Regions from separate parts of the Mus musculus genome. Here region 2 is linked to region 1. A link is a contact called in public Hi-C data. All regions are on one chromosome and are shown on one strand. Each heading gives the region's core, a stretch centred on a gene start, on an enhancer-like site or on the middle of the called end of the contact. The rest is flanking DNA. Distances are from core to core; before and after follow the strand shown.

The links. A called contact is a pair of places that touch in the nucleus more often than the background predicts.
Region 2: a contact with region 1 is called in a Hi-C map of the N1E-115 cell line, with 4 times the contacts expected there. The contact joins two enhancer-like sites. A contact is called at or near these places in 1 of 15 datasets of contacts at CTCF or cohesin (embryonic stem cells) and 3 of 484 Hi-C or Micro-C datasets (the N1E-115 cell line, cerebral cortex and embryonic stem cells).

The regions. Positions count from the first base shown.
Region 1 is chr11:35,267,261-35,273,466 of GRCm38.p6, forward strand. The region is part of intron 4 of Slit3 (slit guidance ligand 3); the gene reads left to right. Among named protein-coding and RNA genes, the nearest start is that of Gm46277, 18 kb to the right of the region's middle. Within about 2 kb of position 4,166, at least 8 of the 459 cell types and tissues checked have an H3K27ac peak or open chromatin away from gene starts, as enhancers often do. A contact at or near this core is called in the N1E-115 cell line, where this site is marked.
Region 2 is chr11:35,659,345-35,665,477 of GRCm38.p6, forward strand. Slit3 (slit guidance ligand 3) reads left to right here. Exons shown (of 36, transcript NM_011412.3): 24 at 1-66; 25 at 1,842-2,005; 26 at 4,718-4,842. The region is part of intron 2 of Gm46278 (a long non-coding RNA gene); the gene reads right to left. Among named protein-coding and RNA genes, the nearest start is that of Gm46278, 14 kb to the right of the region's middle. Within about 2 kb of position 4,462, at least 7 of the 459 cell types and tissues checked have an H3K27ac peak or open chromatin away from gene starts, as enhancers often do. A contact at or near this core is called in the N1E-115 cell line, where this site is marked.

The sequences.
Region 1 (6,206 bases), core at 2,916-5,415:
TTCTTTAACCTTCAGAAGAATGACCTGAGCAGCTCATAATATTGAGCCTGACATTCCTCTACTAAGTTTCCTGAAGCTTCTATGGGCTAATAAATTAGTAAGGTTCTGTGGTTAGAGATGTATGAGAAATGCACAGTTAAAATAAGTAACTCAGCTTCTTTGGGCGAATATCTAAGATTCTTTCCAGTGCTGTGTATTACCAGAGCCTGGATCCACTGTGTCAGGAGCATGGTTCCTGCCTGGTGTCTTTAAGGGACACCCAATGGGAAACATGTCTGTGGACAAGGTTGACCATTTCACAACTCCTTTTAACCAAGCTGTGGCACCTCCTGTTCCCACTGTACCTGCTCTGAATTTCAGGAACTCTGAGCAGCTGTGTGTCTGTCACTGCCTTAGTCAGACTCAATGCCCCACAAAGCTTATTTTAAAAGGAGGAGGTCTTAGGATGCTGTCTTGAGTCTCCTGCACCAAAAGCCAAGTAGCCATGGCTTCCTAGAGGCACACACTCATAGCAGTCATGGAAGATGCACTATATTAATATAATTCACTTTCCCACATTCATCCCAGCCCCCTGTGCATTAGTGCAGAGTTCTCTGCCCATTTAGGGATTGTTCACATGGAGAAAGTTGATGTTACCTGGGACTAAGTTATGTATGCGTGTTTACCAGCCCATGAAGCATTAGGTATGCCAGTCAGTTTGTTTTAGATCCAAATTGTTGGTGTCTTTGCACTACTGCATTATGCGAACGTGACTCCAGTCAGAGAAAGGCTCTGATTGCTATCAGTTGCAGACACCGTGGTGTTTGACAGTGGTGGGAACAGCCGTGCTTTGTTTGAGTAGGAATGTAACTTCTGAAAGCCGACTGTGTTGACGTGAACACATTATCCTCTTGTGGAAGCAATGTGTGGATGTGCTTGGTAAATGGACCTTTATCTGTCTCAAAGACCACAGGGTTGCTCTCTCAAATACCGTGGATGCTAGCTACCGAAAACTGCAACCGGCCTGTGTCTGTTGTCATTTCTTTAATCAGTTGCTGAGCAGGTAGGCCACGGTGACTGCCTTTACTCTTGTCACCTAAGAGCTGATTCTTAGAGGATTTCTTTGTGGCTGCTCAAAAGGCAGCTTCCATTTCCCGTGAAATGTAGTGAGGCATCAGAACACTGTTACTAATGGAGAACCCTAGCAAGAAAGAGAGCTCCCATCATCCTCTCAGCCTGGGCGTAGTCAACTCAAGTTGATGCAGGATGAGCCCCGAAAGCAGTCTGCAAGCTGCCTGCTCCTGGCACCCAGCATGTTCTAGGCCCAAAGAGAACGCTTAGCTTAGGCCTGCTTATTAAAAAATAAAGTCAGGTGGCCAAAGAGTATGCGGCAGTCTGTTAGTAAAGGCAGAAGAAACATGGTAGACTTGGGTTTTATGCTAACCACCTCAGTACTCAAACAGCCATAAAACACAGTCTGCTGCTACACATTATGTGTGGTTTGTAATATATGTTAAGGCCATGGGCATTCTACACAGGGGCATGTAAGCTATAGAACAGAATTCCGTGGTTTCAGAAAGGCTCAAAGTTGGATATTGGGTTTGAGGTCTATAGGAATTATTCTGGGAAAGAAAAATAAAATTCACAATTACTTTGTCAAAAATTTTTAGTGAACATTAGCCAGAGTTCCAAGTCAAAGCAGCAGAGAAATGGGGTTGGGATGTTGCTTTCCCTCCTCTGGGGCCCAAATGAAATGAGGGGCGAGCAGAGACCCTGCTTTGAAGGAACTTGTCAACATCTCCCTGTGAGCTTTGACCTGACCTTTGTCAGCAAGAGTGACATCTCTTCCATACACGCCCCAGGAAGTGGCTGGGCTGATGGCAGAGCAGAGATGGCCCTGGTCTTCCACAGGTATTTTTGGAATGCTTTTAATCTGAACAAGAGATGGTGCCATCTGTCCTGGGACTGTGGCCGGGAATGGTTCACAGCAAACCCATGCTAATGTGGGAGTGGCCCTCTTTGGATCCTCTCTCTGGGGCTGGTGGGAGTAGCCTTCTCTCTCTCTCTCTCTCTTTTTGCCTGTGAAGGATGGAGGCAACCATGGCCCCTCCCACTGCCTCCATGAAACCCGAGACTCAGACACTCACAATATCAGAGAAAGAAATGGAAATACTTTATGTTTGTGAATATAGCACGCAAGACAAAGAGAAATATTTTTGACTATATAGTCAAAATCACTGCCCCTCACACCCCTACCCCCGCAAATGAAGTCATCCCCAAGAGCTGTATCCTGAGAACAGGCCCTACCACAGGCCCATGTCTTCAAAACCACTCACAAAAGTCAAATCCCATTCAGAAACCAATCTATCTTTTTCCTTCTTTCCTTCCCTCCCTCCTTCCCTCCCTCTCCCCCTCCCTCCCTCCCCCCTTCCTTCCTTTCTTAAGTGTTTTGATCTTCAGCGTTCTATGGTGCACATAGTTCTGTCAGAGCTGAATTAGTCGCATACACTGACAGACAGAGCGTTCCCCTCCACCCTCACCAGGCATTTGCTCCCTGAGCCATGAGAAAGGTGGCTTTTGCGTCTGTTAATATAATTTTTCTTTTGACTGATGACTTTACACAATTGCAATGTATAAGCAGGCATTGGAGCGAAGGTCCCCTGAGTTCAGCCTGGGGTTCTTTCTACCATAAGCTCTCAGCTTCCCTTGGCTTGCATTGCCAAGGCTGACCTGTGTCAGCGACAAACAATGGCCGCCGCCGCGAGAACTGGGATCCCATCTTCCCCTAAGTTTCACACAGCTTTTTCTCCATTGCTCTTCAGACACCACCCTGAGAGCTGAGTGAAGTGGTACACGCATGTAATCCCAGACCTTAGAAGGCTGAGGCAGGAAGATTGACATGAATCTGAGGCAGCCTAACCTAAATGGAGCATACCAAGCTAGCTAGGGCTGGGGCCTATGATCCTGTCTCAAAAGCAAAAGCAAAAGCAAAACTTCTCAGAGTGTCTGCTCTCAGATTCTATGATGAGGAAACTGAGTCATAGAAGGATGAAACAAGGTCACTAGGCAGGAGCATGATGTGAGTTCACAGCTAGGTGCCTACAGAGTATTCCATTAACCACTTTGCCCCACCAGCTCTCTCCCGAGAACTGCTCACACTGTGGTACCTGGCAGAAGAGCCCCAGGACTGTACCTGAACACTGTCTTGCTCTTCTCACGACCCTGGGATGTGAGTGGCGAATGACCCTGACATCTGACTGAATAAAGTTCCCAAGAAAGCGACACGGACGCCACGTGAATGGGCAGCCAGCGCTGACAAGGTGCTCAGGTCTTAGTCTCTGACCTCTCACAGATCCTCTGGGCCCCTGCCAAGAGGGTTGTCCCTGTATCCATTTTCCTTCCGTCAGAGCTGTTACCATAGGCTGGTTATGAAAGCAGCTCCCTGTGATAGTGCCCTTAGGGAGCTAGGCCATCAGAACCCTGTCCTCACAGTGCTCCGCAGCCCAGGGATGGCTCAGAAGAGAGAGCTGGGGCTTGCTCCCAGAGAAAGGCAAAAAGGGAACCACACAAACTGGAGGGCAGCACACCCCAGGCTGTGATGGCCTGCAAATGATGCGGTTAATGACTGTACAGCAAGAAAGCCAGGAGTGGAGCCTTGCTTAGTGGAAGTCGAAGAGTGATTGCTGCTTCTGTGTAAGCGTTGACCCTAGCGTCCTTCATACTTAGCCTCTCCCTCGCTCCCCACTCTACTCCTGACCTGCCACCTGGCTTCCAAGCTCAGAGTTTCGTGTTGTGGAAGGGGGTTTTCCTGCTCTGGATCACTCTGATCCAGATGTCCAGCTGCAGAGAGCTTAGGAATCTCTCCTGGGGGGGGGGGGGACACAAAAAGGTTGAGCTCTGTTCTCTCTAGATTGCTGAGGAGTTCATTACAGTTGATGTTTCCAGCACCAGGAGCATGCGTTTGATTCTCTGGTTCCCAAAGGTACATGCAAAGTAGTCCTTTATATCACTGAGCCAGTGCTAGATGCTCTTCACTGTTGGTAGATGGTAATGGAACTGAGGCTGGAGATAGGAGCTTTTCTTCAAGGTCATGGAGCTTTAATAATGACCCAGAACAGGCCAGGCTGCCTGACTGCTAAGTCAGCCCTTTCCTTTCTGAACTCCATGGTCCCACAAAAGGGAAGGATGCTGCTATTGCATTCCAGGTCCAGACATCCCTCTGTGAGGCAGTGGGGTGGGGAAGACACATGCAGCTGGATGGGGGAACTGTTCCTTGTCTCCCTTTTGAGGCTGAGGCCATTTTCTTTTCCTTATTTAGAACTCTGTTTAGACCCAAGTGTCATCTGCTTGTCTCTGAGAACCTGCACAGCCTCTCAGCCTTACCCTTATCTTATTTTATATTTAACCTCATTAGCTATTTGTGGGCCAAGCCTGGACCAGATCATAATGGCAGGCTCGCAAGGAGGGGGCTCTGATGTTTATCTCTGCTGCAGAGTGTCTGGAATAGTAATTAACTTTGAGGTTCTGGATATGGGAGGGAGTGGTGTGAAAGTCAGAAGGAGAAAAAAAAAACTGGCTAATTTGCAGAGATCTTCCTGAAGTCAAAAGCAACAATTTGTGCGTTTGTGACTCTCATATCCCACGTCGATGAACATCTGTACATAGTTCCACATGGGCAGATGTTGCACAACAAAGAGTTTAATTTGCCATTGAGCTGACTCAGTAACCTGGGGCAAGCGACGTTATCACTTAGAGCTTCTTCATCTGCAAAACAGGGATAAACTGGGATGAAACTCAGTGCATGGTTACAGCACTTAACACACAGCCTCTGATGTTTTAAGTCAAGGCACCAACCAAAGTGGGGTCGTCCTGCGGGCTGTAGCTAGTTGGTGCTGCGCCGCATCCTTCACGCCCACAACTTAGATTCTCGGTGAGTCAGGGCTGCCTAACTTTGGTCAGTCCTGGCTCTGCAGGGAAGAGTGAGCTGGAATTTGATTGTTAAGGACATTTATTTCCCCAAGACTGCCCTAGTCATGACACTCTCATATAAGCAGATTTGAAAAGCTGATTTCCATAATCTGGGCTCTTGATCGCTCCTGACTCTGGCATCAGACCTTGTCCCTCTGGCACGACCATGAGAGCCACCCACAACACGAGGTACTCAGTTGCCCCTTTCAGCACCTCATTTCCTAGATAGCCACTAGAGAGTGCCTGGGGGTCTCTGGGGTCTGTGTCTTTTGGTGACCAATAATTGCAGGACCCTCAGAGGACAAAAACCTGAGTGCAGCTTGGATCAGGCAGATGACAGGGACAGAATTTGGAAGCCGGAATTAATCACAGAGACTTAGCTCAGGAAGACGAAATTCCATGGTGTGTTCTTGCATTTAAGGTCAGTCTGGGTGCTTTCGTCTAACAAGAGCACGTGCAATTGTTTTGCTCCCCAAACAATCACTGCCTACAGAATGCCTTTCTATAAGCAATCAAATAAAATTTGCTGGTATCATTTCCTCTTAATTTATCATGCAACTAGCATGTGATTAGAACCGCCCCAGCTGTGTTTCTTCTGTGATAGGTAGCTGGGAGTCATGAACTTTACAGTGAGAAAGGTCTGCCTTCCAGGCCACCTCCGTCACTTCAGACAATTTACCTCTCCGACTCGGTTTCCTCCACTGTGGGAGGAGACTGGGGCTGCTCCTTTGCAGGACTTCTGTGAGGGTTTGACGTGTACTGAGCATCAGGCCCGGATATAATGGCTTTTCAACAAATAGCACATGTTGTGATTATTTTGATTTTTTTTTTTTACATGAAATTGCCAGTCACACACGCCATTACTTCTTAGAGAACAGCTTCCAACTTCCAGGTTATAATTAAATACGTCAGCTCTACTGCTGCCACTCTTTAAATTTTATCCACTGCGACTCCTTGTTAAACATTCATTAGGCTATTTCACAAATACACATTTTATAGAGAGCATCAGTGCCAAATCACAATTAGGAACGATTTTCATACCACACTTAACCAAGGTCGGGGACTCTGTATGTGAGATGACAACGTCTCCCGAACAATGTGCAAGGCAAATGCTTCACCTTCTCGGCCACTCCTAACATTTCAAACCAAGGTCTTGCATTTAATTAATCTCCAGAAAGTCTCATCTCGGGCTTATTAAGTGCATTATTTTGTGAGAGCAAACAAAGGGCCTCACTTGCAGGGCCAAGTGTGTTTATTCC
Region 2 (6,133 bases), core at 3,212-5,711, 390 kb after region 1:
CCATGGAAATGACATTTCCAGTGTTCCTGAAGGCTCCTTCAATGATCTGACATCCCTTTCCCACCTGTAAGTAGCCTCTTCCTTAAGGTACATTGGCTCAAAACAGAACATGGTAATGGTGACAGTCATCACTTTGTGTATATTCTGTCCTCGTGTTAGGCATTTGGCCATCCGTATGCACAGGGAACTAGCTCCAGGAGCCCCAGTAACCCACAAATGCTCAAGTCACTTATGTACAGTGAGATGGCATATGTGTCCAACACCACACATTCTCCTGTGTGCTTGACATAGTCTCTGGAGTACTTAAGATACCTAGTACGACTGTAAATTCTTTGTACATAATGGTTATATTATTTTGAGTGTGGAATAAGGACCCCAAAATTGTCCAGGTTTATATGTATTCACTACATGTAAAACTTTGAAAAATTATTTTTGACCCATAGTTGGTTAGACTTGCAAACAGGAAACCTGAGATTCAGAAAATGAAAGGGGCTTTGTTTTGAAATACTGTATTCAAACTGTTCACAAAGGTTTTGTTTCAGAAGCCTTCAAAGACATCTGACCTGTCACATAGTGACATAGTGTTTGGACCCTTTCTATACCCTAAACACTTTTTTTTTTTTTTTTTTTTTTTTTTTTTTTTTTTTTTTTTTTTGGTTTTTCGAGGCAGGGTTTCTCTGTGTAGCCCTGGCTGTCCTGGAACTCACTCTGTAGACCAGGCTGGCCTCGAACTCAGAAATCCTCCTCCTTCTGCCTCCCAAGTGCTGGGATTAAAGGTGTGCGCCACCACCACCTGGCTACCCTAAACACTTTTGATGAATTATCTCTTATATTTTTTTTTACGGAATTAAGGTGCTTTATTCTCTTATATATGATGAAATTCAGACTCAGGAAAGTTAAAGTATTTTTCCTGAGGCTGCACAGCCCACAGGTAGGCAGCTACGTGTTTGCCTTGACTCCGGTGGGCATATTATCAGCCATGCTGTATTCCTTTCTTATTCCACTCACGGAACTTGAGAGCATGAACGATAGCCTCTCATCAAGCCGTGAGACTTTACCTAGAGCTCAGTCCCCTGACTCCCAGGCCAGCCCTGTGTCCATAGCTAGCACTCTCAGACAGTGTCCATAGCTAGCACTCAGACAGTGCCCAGGCACCCACCTCTGTTGGTAAGATGGTAAGACTGTATTCCTCCTCTGTATACATTTTAATTATTTTCATGTTGTATACACAGGCTACAGTACTGACATGTATGCATTCTGTACACCAAAAGTAGAAATAGTAGATAATAGGATATTTTAAAAAATGAATTGTACTGTTTTCTTCCCAATCACTTTGGAGAAGTTTGGGGTGAGCTATGGCTCACCCCCATATCTTCAATCTCCCCGACTTGAAGCTGCTTCCTGAATAGGGGTCCTGGAACAACTCTTTGAGAACAAATCTTCTAACAGACCCTTTGCTTGAGAGTCACATGAGGAGGTGGCCAGAGGTCTGGAATGTGTCCCTTGGAGAGCCAGGACTATAGGAGAGTCCAGGACAGAATGTTCCAGAGCATCAAGAACAAAGCCTCAGAAGTGGCTGCCATTGCTGAAGGGCACAGACATCACTCTGTCTAGAGCAGTCACTTAGGCGCAATGGAACATCTACTGAATTGGAAATAGACTCTGGAAACTTTGATTTTTTTTTTCTTAGTGGAGATGTATCTTCTAGCCTGCACACTAGACTCCTCTAATTTAGTTTTAAAACCTTGAGTTTTCAGAGAGCCACAGATGGGGAGGAGCCTGTGGGCCAGGCCAGGCCAGGCCAGGCCAGGCAGGGCCTAACTTCCTCTTCTGCCTTCCAGGGCCCTGGGAACCAACCCTCTCCACTGTGACTGCAGTCTGCGTTGGTTATCAGAGTGGGTAAAGGCTGGATACAAGGAGCCTGGCATTGCCAGATGCAGCAGCCCCGAGTCCATGGCAGACAGACTCCTGCTCACCACCCCCACTCACCGGTTCCAGTGCAAAGGTAGGTGTTGCCTGCCTTCACATCTAAGCACATGTGGCTTGCAAAAAGCACAGCTTATCTCATGCATATAACATAGATATACTGTATATTTTATCTCTACTTATGATGCGCTGTAAATGCCATATACAAAGTTGTTATATTGTGTTGTTTAGGGACTAATGACCAGTACATGATTAATAAGGGTACAGTTTTGTTCCAGATATTTATGGTCTGTGGTTGGCTGAATATTCAGATGTGGAATCTGCTTGTGAGAGATCCATGAATATAGAGGGCTGACTGTACTTGCTGGCTCCTTCTCCATATGTTGTCTATAGATGAGAACATCTCTAGCCTACTTTCCTAACCCAGGAATATTAGCATTCACATTGTACTGCCTCAAGATTCTTATATACATGACTTTTAATAATTTTTACATAATTTTTAATAATTTTCTCTCTCTCTTGTGTTCATATGTGCAAACACATACCCAGTACAGTGTATATATGGAGGTCAGGAGACGACTTGTGGGAAATAGTTTTGTCCTTCCACCATGTGGACTCCAGGAACTGAACTCAGGTCCTCAGTCTTTGTAGACCTTTACCCACTGAGCCACCTTGTCACTGTACATATTATTTTTACTGGCTCATTATAACTATCCACTCCTAAGTGTTTATATGACAGGGTCTATGTTAGATGTGTTTTTATTCATCGTTTTATTTAACATATTAACATATTACTTATTTAACATATTAACATATTATTTAATTTTTTGTGTCAGATTAACTCTCCAACATTTTTATGGGTAGATGTCTATAATGCCCTCCTGTTAAATATTTAGAGCAGCTAAGCCTTAAAGAGGTTGAACAGTCTCTCCTCACTTGGGTTGAGGGTCAAACCCAGAACCTTGCTCTCCCACTGAGCCACATCTGTATCCCAAACTAATTCATAAGAACACAACAATAGGACCCCGACTCTCCCTACCTCTAGAACATGAGCTTCTGACCCTCACAGCCCTGCTGTCTTCCATCACAGCCTACTTAACTATTTCTTGGGTGAAAAATCTCCAGTGTTTCCATTTTCCCTCTTACAGTGAATGCATGAAGATGTTTCTCTGTTTAACATTGTATCCTTAGATAAGAGTCAGAGTCTCCAATGATACCCTATAAATACGTTGTCTTCAAACAGTTTGCAGAATCGATTTCTAAAATGGCTGGTAATGGGCTCCGGCTCTCATCGGTGCCCCCTGAGTGTCTTTTTCTTAGAGAACCAGGTTCCTTTGTCTTACTTTATAGGCAGAGTATCACCTCTATTTTATCTGCCCTTAATTTTGAAGCATCCTGAATGTAATTTCAGAATCTATCTTGAATCTGCATTGAGCATTCGTCTGTTAGTGCCCTTTGCTCATCTCTGAGAATCTCAATGTTCAGTTTTTATTTTCCCTTTCAAACTGCGCAGAGTGTCCCATGTGGCTGCTGAAAGCAGAAAACATTCCATTGATTTAAAGCTAATTTTAACTTTCTACTTCCTGCTTCTGAGACATCTGATCTGATACTAGAGGGACTCAAATAGCCCTGAAATAGTGGTGCTCAATCTCGACAGGAATCACCTGCAGAAGTTTAAAAATCCCTACTCAAGGGCAGGGGTTGAAACTGGGTAGAACTGCCTCACATATAAAGTTGGCTTGGATTCGCAGTGCTTGAAAAATAACATTGGTTCTGGGTCCAGCAATCTCTGGATCTAGAGTTACAGTCTAGGCATAGGATTTAGACTGGTTCTGACTTGTCCTTGTGTGTCAAGAGAAATCTCTGTGTCCCAGGAACCCCTCAGTCAGAGGCAAGCACGGGCAGGTGGTTGCTCTCATTCTGATGTGAGCCCAAGTTGGACCTATTGGTTTCAGAGCTCCCTGGGGCCAATCTGTTCATCTACCTACAAACGGTCATTCATCAGAGTGACTCTCAACCCATCTACAGGTTGAAGACTGTTAGCTCCAAGCTAGTTAAAGTTCTGATATTAAATAGAGCATATATATATATATATATATATATATATATATATATATGTGTGTGTGTGTGTGTGTGTGTGTGTGTGTGTGTGTGTGTGTGTGTGTGTGTGTGTATGCTTTATATGTCTCCATAACTCATGCTCAAAGCTATCTACAGCAGTAGACATAATCCCTTTATGCAAATCTCTATGTGGGGACCATGACCTTACCAAAAAAAAAAAAAAGATGCAGTTATCATTTCCATGGATGACAAACGCAAAGAGCTCCCATCAGCATCTTTCTGTATGACATCATCACCCCTAAGGTCTTGAAGAAAGGCCCTTCCATGTGTGTGCCTTGGCATCCCTCCTTGGCTATTCTATGGGAAATGGCTTGGCAGGGGCAAAGGAGGAGAAGGTCGACACAGAGCCTGTGCTGCGAACTTCCTGGAATAGAAGATACGCAGGAGGGTTCTAATTATGGTGCACTGTTTGCAGATTAGCACCCAAATCGGATCAGGCTAATTACAGTAATTGATTTGACTGCAGAGTGCTTCTGTATGATGTCCCGCTGTGATTCTTACTCACTGGACAGTCGTTGAATTAATGGGACTCTCTCCAGAAGGATGTACAGCCTCAAGAGAGCCAGCGGCCCTCTGGGCCCAGACATGGGAGGGAGCCGGAGCAGAGGGGAAGTGAGGGGAGGTGCCCTGCTCAGAGAGCTGCCACCCACTCTCTGGTTTTGTTACTCAGGGCCAGTGGACATTAACATCGTGGCCAAGTGCAACGCCTGCCTCTCTAGCCCGTGCAAGAACAACGGCACTTGCAGTCAGGATCCCGTGGAGCAGTACCGCTGCACCTGCCCCTACAGCTACAAGGTAAGGTGGGAGGCTCCGCCCACCACTCGTGCCCAGGCTCTTCCATTGTCCTGGCTGCAGGGAGAGGCCCTGTGCAGCTGATGCTGTGTAATGTAGCCTGGATAACTACAATTCACTGTGACCTACCCCTGCCAAGTGACATTTGCCAACAACATCCCTAGTCTCCTCCATATTGCCTACCAGGCAGGGCCTATGGAATCTTAACAGGGATGCTGAGATAGAAATGCTACCTGTGTGGGGGTTTGTTTGTTTGTTTGTTTTGTTTTGTTTGTGAGTCACAGGGAGATTACAAACCAGGCAATTACAAAATGCTCTCTGGGAAAAGTCAGCCCTTGAACCCAGTATCCTGGCTGCTATTTCAGAGAATAAGGGGATTAGGGACTCAAAGACTCAATGATCTGGGGCTTCCAAGGCCACCCACATAGTTGGCAAACCCAACAGAAAGATGGAGACTACCAGGTTCTCCCATCCATTCTATCAGAAATCCAGGCTACTTCCAAGACAACCTTTACCCCCCCCCCCGCCCCCGCACAATCCACAAGTGTTACACTGTCCCCCTGCAGACTGAGTCAGGCTCTATGCTTGGTGTCTGGCTCACTCTTTCTCCTAGCAAACCTATGAAGAAGGCCTCTTTTATAAGACTAGAAACCAGGCTTCCATAGATTTGAGACTAAAACTCAAGGCTATTGCTATACAGGCCAAATGCCAACGTCCTTTACCCTGAAGAGGTTCCCAGATAGCCAGTGACTCACTGGGGTCCACAAGGTGCGACTCAATGCTTATCCATGGGATCTGAATGCTCTGGACAAGCCAAGAGTCCAGGGTATCCCGTAGCCCATCTTGTGCACCACATGCACAGGCTGAGTGTCAGGGATACAGCATCTGCATCCGTCCTCAGGGACTGGGCTTGGACAGTGACAGGCTTGAAAGGCAGTTTCCAGGGGACAGCTACCTGGTGGCTTTCTGCGCTTCTGTCTGGCTGTTAGCAGATGGTGTCAGAGTGCCACCTATGGGCCTGGAACAAGAAAGCCCAAGGACTCCTTTTTAAACCATCTGTCCCTAAGCCTTAAGTGTAGCCTAGAGTCCAAGCACAGAGATTGCTCAACTGCAGATCCAGTGAGCCCTGTGCATATGTGTTCAGTGGAGGGGAAGGAGTCTCAGGCTCTGGAATTACAGAGACGCATGTGTGGATTGCAGCGTTGTCCATGACCAGTGACTTCACCTCAGCCTTCTCATCCCCGACACCAGGACACATCCCACAGGTTGGGAGAAATTGATGTGTGGTCAGTGA